3 separate regions of the Zea mays genome follow, and regions 2 and 3 are each linked to region 1. The links are chromatin contacts, called in public Hi-C maps. All regions are on one chromosome and are shown on one strand. Each heading gives the region's core, a stretch centred on a gene start, on an enhancer-like site or on the middle of the called end of the contact. The rest is flanking DNA. Distances are from core to core; before and after follow the strand shown.

The links. Hi-C and Micro-C count contacts between places; a contact is called where the count stands out from the background.
Region 2: a contact with region 1 is called in a Hi-C map of an unstated tissue, with 3 times the contacts expected there. The contact joins the enhancer-like site here to the promoter of LOC100281216 in region 1. A contact is called at or near these places in 5 of 25 Hi-C or Micro-C datasets (bundle sheath, ear, leaf and 2 more).
Region 3: a Hi-C map of tassel shows a contact between it and region 1, with 4 times the contacts expected there. The contact joins the promoter of LOC103633533 here to the promoter of LOC100281216 in region 1. A contact is called at or near these places in 13 of 25 Hi-C or Micro-C datasets (ear, leaf, leaf mesophyll and 4 more) and 1 of 3 datasets of contacts at active chromatin or transcription factors (leaf).

Annotation. Positions count from the first base shown.
Region 1 is chr7:180,480,737-180,483,566 of Zm-B73-REFERENCE-NAM-5.0, reverse strand. It overlaps LOC100281216 (UDP-N-acetylglucosamine--dolichyl-phosphate N-acetylglucosaminephosphotransferase), which reads left to right and starts at 1,405. Exons shown (of 11, transcript NM_001154135.2): 1 at 1,405-1,939. The coding sequence starts at 1,584.
Region 2 is chr7:180,680,331-180,683,160 of Zm-B73-REFERENCE-NAM-5.0, reverse strand. No RefSeq gene overlaps it. Among protein-coding and RNA genes, the nearest start is that of LOC103633535, 31 kb to the left of the region's middle. Within about 2 kb of position 1,455, at least 15 of the 20 cell types and tissues checked have an H3K27ac peak or open chromatin away from gene starts, as enhancers often do. A contact at or near this core is called in bundle sheath, ear, leaf and 1 more, where this site is marked.
Region 3 is chr7:180,612,009-180,614,838 of Zm-B73-REFERENCE-NAM-5.0, reverse strand. It overlaps LOC103633533 (ubiquitin carboxyl-terminal hydrolase 24), which reads right to left and starts at 1,338. Exons shown (of 7, transcript XM_020540745.3): 1 at 927-1,338; 2 at 1-402. The coding sequence starts at 947.

The DNA of each region.
Region 1 (2,830 bases), core at 156-2,655:
GACACGACGAAGACCTGGGCATCTGGAGGCGACATAGGTAGTATACCGCTAGATATATAGGGAGAGAGGACGCAAGCGGAGAAAAAAGCCCAGCCGGAGCAGCTCCAAACTAAGAGGCACCCGCACCAGGCGTCAGTCCGAGAAGGGCGAGAGAATGCGAGTGTCTTCCCAGCCTTGGACCCACCGAAGCGACACAATGCCACCACCAACTCTATAGCATATGTCGACTGCTGTCACGCTACGGGCCTTAGTTGTCCATTATCTCAGATTTGGACTCATCATCGCTAATATAACCTAAGCGTGGCAGACGTCATCATGTCCTCCTCGACGGCACGCACGGAGAAAGGCCAAGTGCATGACCGACTCGCCCCGTACCCACATCAACGAGCGTCGGTCGGCTCGCGGTTGCGACCATGGGCAGCAGGTTGGGGAGGAAGAACAAGGCAAAGGTCGAGAAGATGAACGAGACGTCCGACGACGACGAAAATGATGGTGCGCGCATGATATGAAACGTCCTCGTGGACGTGCAATAGCCACTGCGCGAGTCGGTGTCGGGGCTGGTGTCGGACGAATACGGGGAGGAGACGCCTGCTCCTACGCCCTCTGTCGAGAATGAGGTGGCACGGAGGTGGAGGCATGAGGGGAGAGAGAAAAGAAGTAGAATGACGAACGAGGTGGTGACAACTGAGACGATGACCATTATTATCGTGCAGAGGTATAAATAGCCAAATGGATCGTGTTTGGCGAGCCGACCCGAGGCACGACATATTTAATAGTGTCTGGGCCAACCCAACACGAGCGTCGTGCGGTGCTTGGGCCGTAGCCTCGGCCCGTAGTGCTGGCCCGACCCGACATGATTATTTTTTTTAAAAAAAATATATACATATGTACAATTTATATTCAATATTATAATCACCTGATCATGATATTCTACTGGTTAGATAGTTTCGCCCAGAGTCTTCCACCACCCTTCAATTAGAGTGTGGGACAGTGGGTTCAAACCTCACCTCCTACATCACTTTTTAACATACCCCATGATGCACCGCTCGCTTTTTAATATTTTACGCTGAATTGATTTGGAAAAAATTATAGGGATTTTTTTTATAAAAAAATGACGCGGTACGACCGTTGAAACTGGTGGTTTAAGTATAAAATAGAGAGTAGAAAAATTTAAAAGTTTTAATCCCTCTCAGTCTTTTACAATCTCCTTGTAAACGAACAAGACCTCCCCTGATACCTTGGAACCAACACGCCAGAGACACAAATTACAGAGCCGGCTCCACAGAGACACTTCACTGCTGCAAAGAGCAGCAGCCACGAGCTTCAACTCCACGCAAGATTACCCCAAGTTCTCAACACGTACCCGACGGCCGAACACGTGACTCCAGCCAGTGAGGGCACACCACGTCACCCCGCCGCCACTCATATATAAAACCTATTGACCTCACTACCCGCCGCCGGCGACCACCAGACAGCAGCCCCATCACCCCCTGAGTCCTGACTCCTGAGTCCTGACGCACCGCGAGGCCGGGCCAAATCGTCGAGAGCCAAGTCAGCGAAGCCCCGAACCCTCCCTCCCTCCCATGGCCGTCCGCCGCAGGACCGCGGCGGCCGCTGCCGGGGACCCGCCTCCGCAGGCGCCACCGGCAGATGAGGCGGCGGCGGTGGCACCAGACGAACCGGTCCTCCGGGCGCCGAACCTGCGCGTGGCCGCTGTGGCAGCGGCGCTCTTCCTCGCGCCCTTCTCGTACCTCGCGTTCGTGCACTACTCCCTGACCGCCGATCTGCAGCGATCCATCCTCAAATGCGGCGCCATGAGCCTCGTTGGGTTCTGCGTCGCGCTCAAGCTCATCCCTATCGCGGCCCGCTACCACCTCCGCCGCCGTATGTTCGGCTACGACATCAACAAGAAAGGCTTGCCTACGGGTCAAATCAAAGTGTGAGTGCGCAAGCACATTTACATAGATGTCATTGCTTTAGGAGTTGACTTAAAACTAGATTCGAGTGTTTGTCTTCAGGAAAACATGTTTTGCTGATTTATTGATGCAGCAGTATTGTTAGTATACTTGATCTCAGCTCGGTTGAAGGCAATTGCGTAGCTGCAACATGCAGAGTTGGACTTCTTCGGAAGATTTTGCCATTTAAGTAATTGTGAACAATTTGGAAATTAGAGCTTGCCCGCTCTTTCGGTAATATGTGAAGTTGGAATTTTCTGTAGTGGTGGCAGAGACCGCCTCTGGGTAGTAGTTGTTAATTATGGACTCCCAGCCTACTTGAAGGGATGCAGTTTAACAATCTGATTTGAATTTCTTATGGAATTCAGTAACCTTTAGATGAAATTTGTGTGCTCTATAGAGTCAATCCGCTTTTGTTCAATGGAGTAAATAAATTCTAAATAAATAGTAAAGCTTTGTTTATGCTCTTGATTTGGACGCCTAGCTTCACTGGTGTACTGAAGATGCAATATAATTACAATCTCGAACAAGTTTCACAATAATATCCCCTGTCTTTTTTTACATTATATAAACTCTTAATGAACATCTGCAAAGCCTTGGGTTGCTAAAAGTTTTCCCTTTAGTTCACATAAGTAGATTTCATGCACCGCCTCATCTCCCTATGTATCTTCAAACCAAATTCTTCGTATGACTTGGCAAATGCCATCGGTTCTCTGAATAACAGATATATTAAAAAACTAAAAAGTTTGGCTTGCTATGATGCTGTGTTAATGTTTTCCCCTAATGACGATGTTGCATACTAGTACATATATGTGGCATAAGGTTGTGATGAAGTCAGTAGGAGACACGTTTGACAAGCTCTTGATGATGTGGCA
Region 2 (2,830 bases), core at 206-2,705, 200 kb before region 1:
GATATCTCCAACTATTGATGATTCTCAATCTTTGTTACATATAGTCATTCTTAGAATAATAACTATTCATGTTCCGACGAATGTTCAAATAATCATCGTTTTCCTCCTAACAAGAATTTAGGTCAAAAGGGTCAGTGGCCATATATTTGGTCTCTTCAAAATTAGCTTTCAGTTGCCTCTTCTTGAGAGCTAGTTGTCGGGTACCACAATTAGAGGTATCCAGATCATAAACCTAGTCCCTATACGCTTGAGTAAGAAGGGATCAAGAGCAAAACACGTTCTCGACCTTAACAAGGCACGAGGGACCCAAGTCACGCCTCGCCCAAGGCCAACCTCGAGCCAGAGACGCAGTCACGAGTCGCCTGAGGCCTACCTCGGGCGGGAAATACATTTCCGACTCGCCCGTGGCCAGCCTCGAATGACAAGCACATTTTTGATTTGTCTGAGGGTGTCTCAGGCGACGTTCCGGGATCTACCCATCTCGGCCAACCACCCCGATTCTAGAACATGCGTCTGTACGTTCACCTGCCCTACTGAGGGTGCCAAAGTCAACAAAAGATGACACAACTGTGGTCTAATCTACCTTTACCGCCCACGACAAGGCACATGGCGCAAATCCAGAGCACTGTTCCTCCACTCTGACCACTGTTTCAACCACCCTGAGCATGGCTACTTGCAATGTCCGATCAAGACCTCGGCCTCGGGAGAAATCTTCGCCTCGCACGAGCTCGGCCTCGGCCAACTGCCCTAGCAGAAGCGCATTAAGTGCCACCTCTCCCGCGAATCTCGCAAAAGACCACGCCAAGCACTGTGACAACCACTCTAACTCGACACAAGTACCCCTATACGGGCTAGGGCTCGGGCACGTGCCCATGCTCTCGAGCCCTGCCTCGGCTCTCTGCCCCGTCAAAAGAACATGCTACAGGGATCGAACGACCTCCTGACCAAAAGACGACGCAAGGACAAGGGCAGTCCCGTCGGCCACATCGCTACAGGGCTCTGACACGCCTCCTCTAATCACAACAAGCAGCACAACCACCCTTGTACTCCTGGGTCTCCTCCTTGCGACTATAAAAAGAGGAACCCAGGGCCTTCTATGGGGCGACGAGAGTCAACACACTTCATAGCTCACAACTCTCCTCACCTCTGATATTGGCACTCTGCCTCAATCATACTCACGAGACTTGGGACATACTCTCTCGATTGCTTGTAACCCCTACTATGAGCACTTAGATGCAATATAATGCAAACCTCCCTCCCCTGTTGGAACTATTTGATTTTAGGGATCTAGCAAAATTGGTCTCATATTTTCCCCATTTTTCTACAGTTTTGCACAGATTTCCTAAGTGAGCAGCAAAAAGAAAACGAGAATCTTATAAACAGGACTAGGTCGAAATCGGCCCAAACTGGCCCAAACACACGCAGATACTGCGCACGCCTGCGCCCGCGCTTGTGGGTTTGTGCCGAGACCCCTGGCCATTCAAACAATTAGGAAAGAGCCCAAGCCTTGTTCCTACGTCTCTCTGACATTTGCCTTCCGGCCCCTCTGATTTCTTCACCTTCACAAAACTCCGTCCCCGACCGCGTTCCGATCCAATCATAGCAGTAATGGCCAAACAACCACTTCGGTGAGATTCACCAACAAACACAGACATTGGAACGATAAACCAGAGGCGCAGAACCATACCATGCTCGCCTAACCACGTGAGGTTGAGATGTCGGTGACGTGGTCACCAGACTCAAGGAAGCGCCGAGCAAGAAACTTGGGTAAGCACTCGGTGTGACTGGGAAAACAAAGGTTATACTGCTGCACAGACGTGACCCACGGAGACCTTGGGTAGGCTCGGAAAATACAAGGATCCCCCCCCCCCCCCCCCCCCCCCCCCCCCCCCCCCCCCCGCTGCTCTTTAAATAGTCAGGGAAAAGATCATGCAGTGGCCGGGTTCAATGGGATTACAGCGAAGGAAACTCCTGATGTGCCAGAGACTGCATGAGCATGGGTGTGTGGCTCTATCTTGGAGATCCACGCCAGTTTATTGAGCACAATAAGGCAGTGAATTGGTGGAGTTCACCACGTTTAAGGGCAGGCAGATAAGGTTTCACTAGGGTAGATATTATCCAGTCCAGACTTTGGATATTTCAGTAGTATCCAAAGTCCTGAGCACCCCTGCTATTCCCCCATCTTTATCTCAATCTTCGCACAAAAGTGAAGCACGACAAGGAGAAAAGATCTCTGCAGATATTTTAGATCACCATGAACATCATTGCCTGACTGAACCTTCCCTGTTCAGCCCCCCTTTTCTCCCTGTCCTTGCTAAAGACAGACCGCTCTCTGCTAACAAAATTTGATCACTAAACAAAGCTCTTCAAGGTTACTATAGAGGTCTGGGACCCAAACAACATACTACCCAAGTTATGGTGTCCAAAAGTCAGCTACCTTACACTGGTACCATTTCAGCTTTCTGAACTCAACCTGCAGCTACTACACAAAATCTGCATCCACTTCTGACAGAGATAGTTTGGGCACCATTTAGGCATTTACTCCTAGGTTTGGGTGGCACCAAGCCAATCCCCCATAAGGAAACTTGTCCACTAATACTGGGTCTCCAACTTTGCTACACAAACAAGGCTCCTAATTACACAAAATAGTCTCAATGAGACCTCAAAGTCGATCCGGCAGATAGAAATCCAGACTTGGTTACTCTGAACAGCATTCAGTTAACACAAGTCTGATAGCACAACTTTGGGCAACATTATCTCCAGCTTTTGCACAAGATCAAATCCACACAGCTTAAGAAATTTGACCACCATCTTATGGTATTTAATCTCT
Region 3 (2,830 bases), core at 89-2,588, 130 kb before region 1:
TTGCGGTGTTGGATTGCTGATGATTTTGACAGGTATAACTGGTGGGACAACAGCCTCTGTCTTCACATTCTCAAATAAACCATTGTTAGCAGGAACATTAACAGGAGGGCATCCATTAGCCAGAACTGGTCCACCGTTTGAAAGGCTTGACCCTGCAGCTTTCTTTTCATTATTGCATGCATTCTCCTTCGTGATGGCACTGGTTTCCCCTTTTGCTGATTTTGCAGGAAGAACAACACTTGAAGTAGATATTTTCTCTAAATTCAGCACTGACAAGTTCAGGGTGCCAAACTGGATCTCCGTCCGTTCACATTCTTTGCTGACACTTTTAGTTGGACTTTTGAGGGGCTGACCCTGTAACAACTTAGTCTCGTCCTCCGTAAAGGACCCAAACAACAACATCTGCATCATAGACAGAGCAACTAGATTAGAGAATCCGGTAACATGGGCAGATTTTATTGTTAATAAGTAACTTACGCAAAAAATCTACTGCATATCAAAACAGTTGTACTGAGAGCCGTTTGGAAAGGAGCTCTATACGTTTAAGAAAACTTTAATTTCAGCTCCCACATGCTTCACACACGCAATCCTTGGGAGCAAGAATAGTGTAAGCACTGATCAATGATCCAGATCCAAACGATCATCTAAACCAAATCGATGGTTCTGTACCATATGAATTAATTGCTTATGCATCCGATAATGGGCGTATGATTCATACACCCATCACCCATGGTAGCAATAGCATTTAATCGTCGTGCCAGGTACTACAAAACACCTCAATCCAATCAACTCGCCCGCGCCCCTAACCTTAAACCGCCCTGGCTCACTTTAATGCGCCACGCCATGGAGCCGGACAAGCAGTACAGACAGTTAAACCACGCAATTACGCCCAAATGACGATGTCAATGCAAGCACGCGGATAGTACCTTCTCGCCGCCGCTGCTCATCTCGGCTGCGGTGGGGAAGCCAATCGCTGGGCGCCGGAAGCGGTGGCTCGGGGGACCTCTTGGGAGCTCTTCTGCGACCGGGGGCAGAGGAAGCCGAGGTCGCAGGTAGGAGACATCAAAGGCGGCGGCGGCGGCGGGCGGCGCCGAGCGGGGTGGACAACCGCACGGCAGGGTCCGGTTCTGCGCCGGCGCTACGCTATCGGGTTGGGCGAAGGCCGGGGGCTGGGGGCCGGGGGGCGTGGTGTAGGGTTTGAGGAGGGTAGAGGCGAGGTGGGGCTGGAACTGGAAGCCTGGCTGCCTGGGTCTCGACTCTTGAGAGGAAGGAGGACGAGACGGGGGGTTGCTTGAATTGGTGCTATTGTCGAATGTCAATGCAGGTTGCGGCAGGCAGGCGGGCGGGCGATTCGTGGGCTTGGGCTGTATTATGTACGTGGGGCTTTTCTTTGCGGTTGATTCAACAAACTCGCTTTAAACTTCGAATCGCAGCTGTGCTAAAAAAGACCGTTCCTGAATCTGATTTTATGAATATTTATTAATTAAAAACATTCAAAATACTGTTTATTGTTCTATACCGAGTTTTGCCTTTTTACTTAAATTGTCAATAGATGTTTGACAAGATTATTAGCCCACACAAAAAAATCTTGACTTCTAGAAAATCTTGTCAAGTATTTTTTCTAATCTATATCTATATCTATATCTATATTATACTTAAAGCATCAGTTTCAACGGTCTATAGGTGGACAAACGGTGGTCCGGCACGGGCTAGACGCACGCGGGCTACAACTGTGGCCAGGCACTTCATGTCGGTCTACTGATTGTGTCGGGCCAACCCGTTAACCCGTCGGCTCATTTGATTAAATCAGCGTAAAATGTTAAAAAACGGTGCAGAAAGTGGAGTTCGAACTCATGTCCTGATAGAAGAAAGGCAAGAGACACTAGGTGAAGTTGTCTAACCAGTAGAACATCATGCTCAAATATTTTTAATATTTAATATAAATTGTCTATATGTATATACGTTTTTTGTAAAATAAAAATATATAATCGTGTCGGACTAGGCCAGCACTACGGGCCAAGTCTACAACTCAAGCACGACACGACTTTCTTGGCTCTTACCAGCATTAGGTCGTTTCTGAGACCACATTGACGCGATGGACTCCATGGTGTTTGAGGTTGCTGAATTGGATTGAGCAACAATGGTTTGTCACACTAACAGTAAAATGAAAGGTTATTTGTTGGTTTTAAACGTTAGTAATTGTTATGAAGTAGCATAATTTATATGGAGCGCATCCAGTTTTTATTGATGCCTGACTTTAGCAATCACTCCATATTTTGATCTATCTTTTTTATAAGTTTGATTTCATGTGACTTATTTTAGAAACTTGAGCTCACAAATTTTCTCTTATTTGGTATCTGTATGGTTGAATTATGTCATTTTATAATCTCTGTTCGTTCAGTCATTCATTGTGAATTCTCTTCTAATCGCTCACTCCATTGGCCGTGTTGTACCAAGACATATTGCATGGAGTAAATAATAACACCAGTTAGCCAAATCAAAAAATATATATTATATAGAGAGCGGAGACAATCAATAAAAAATCTTGATTTTTTATGGATAGTTTATGTGGGTATTGTTGTAAGCTATTGCAACGCACAGGCAACCGACTAGTTTTTTAATGACACAGTCGTTTTTTCAGTTGTCTACAGCAGCTTACCCATCACGTACTCATATTCAAACTATACTCTGCGAATAGTGCAGTTTACAAAGGACTCCAACGGTCAAACGCTCCAAACCCCAACGGGCGTGCTGACGTGGCACGCACCGGACTGTCTGGTGTGCCCATCGACATCAAACTCAGCCAACGGCTAGGAAGTAGTTGGAGGCT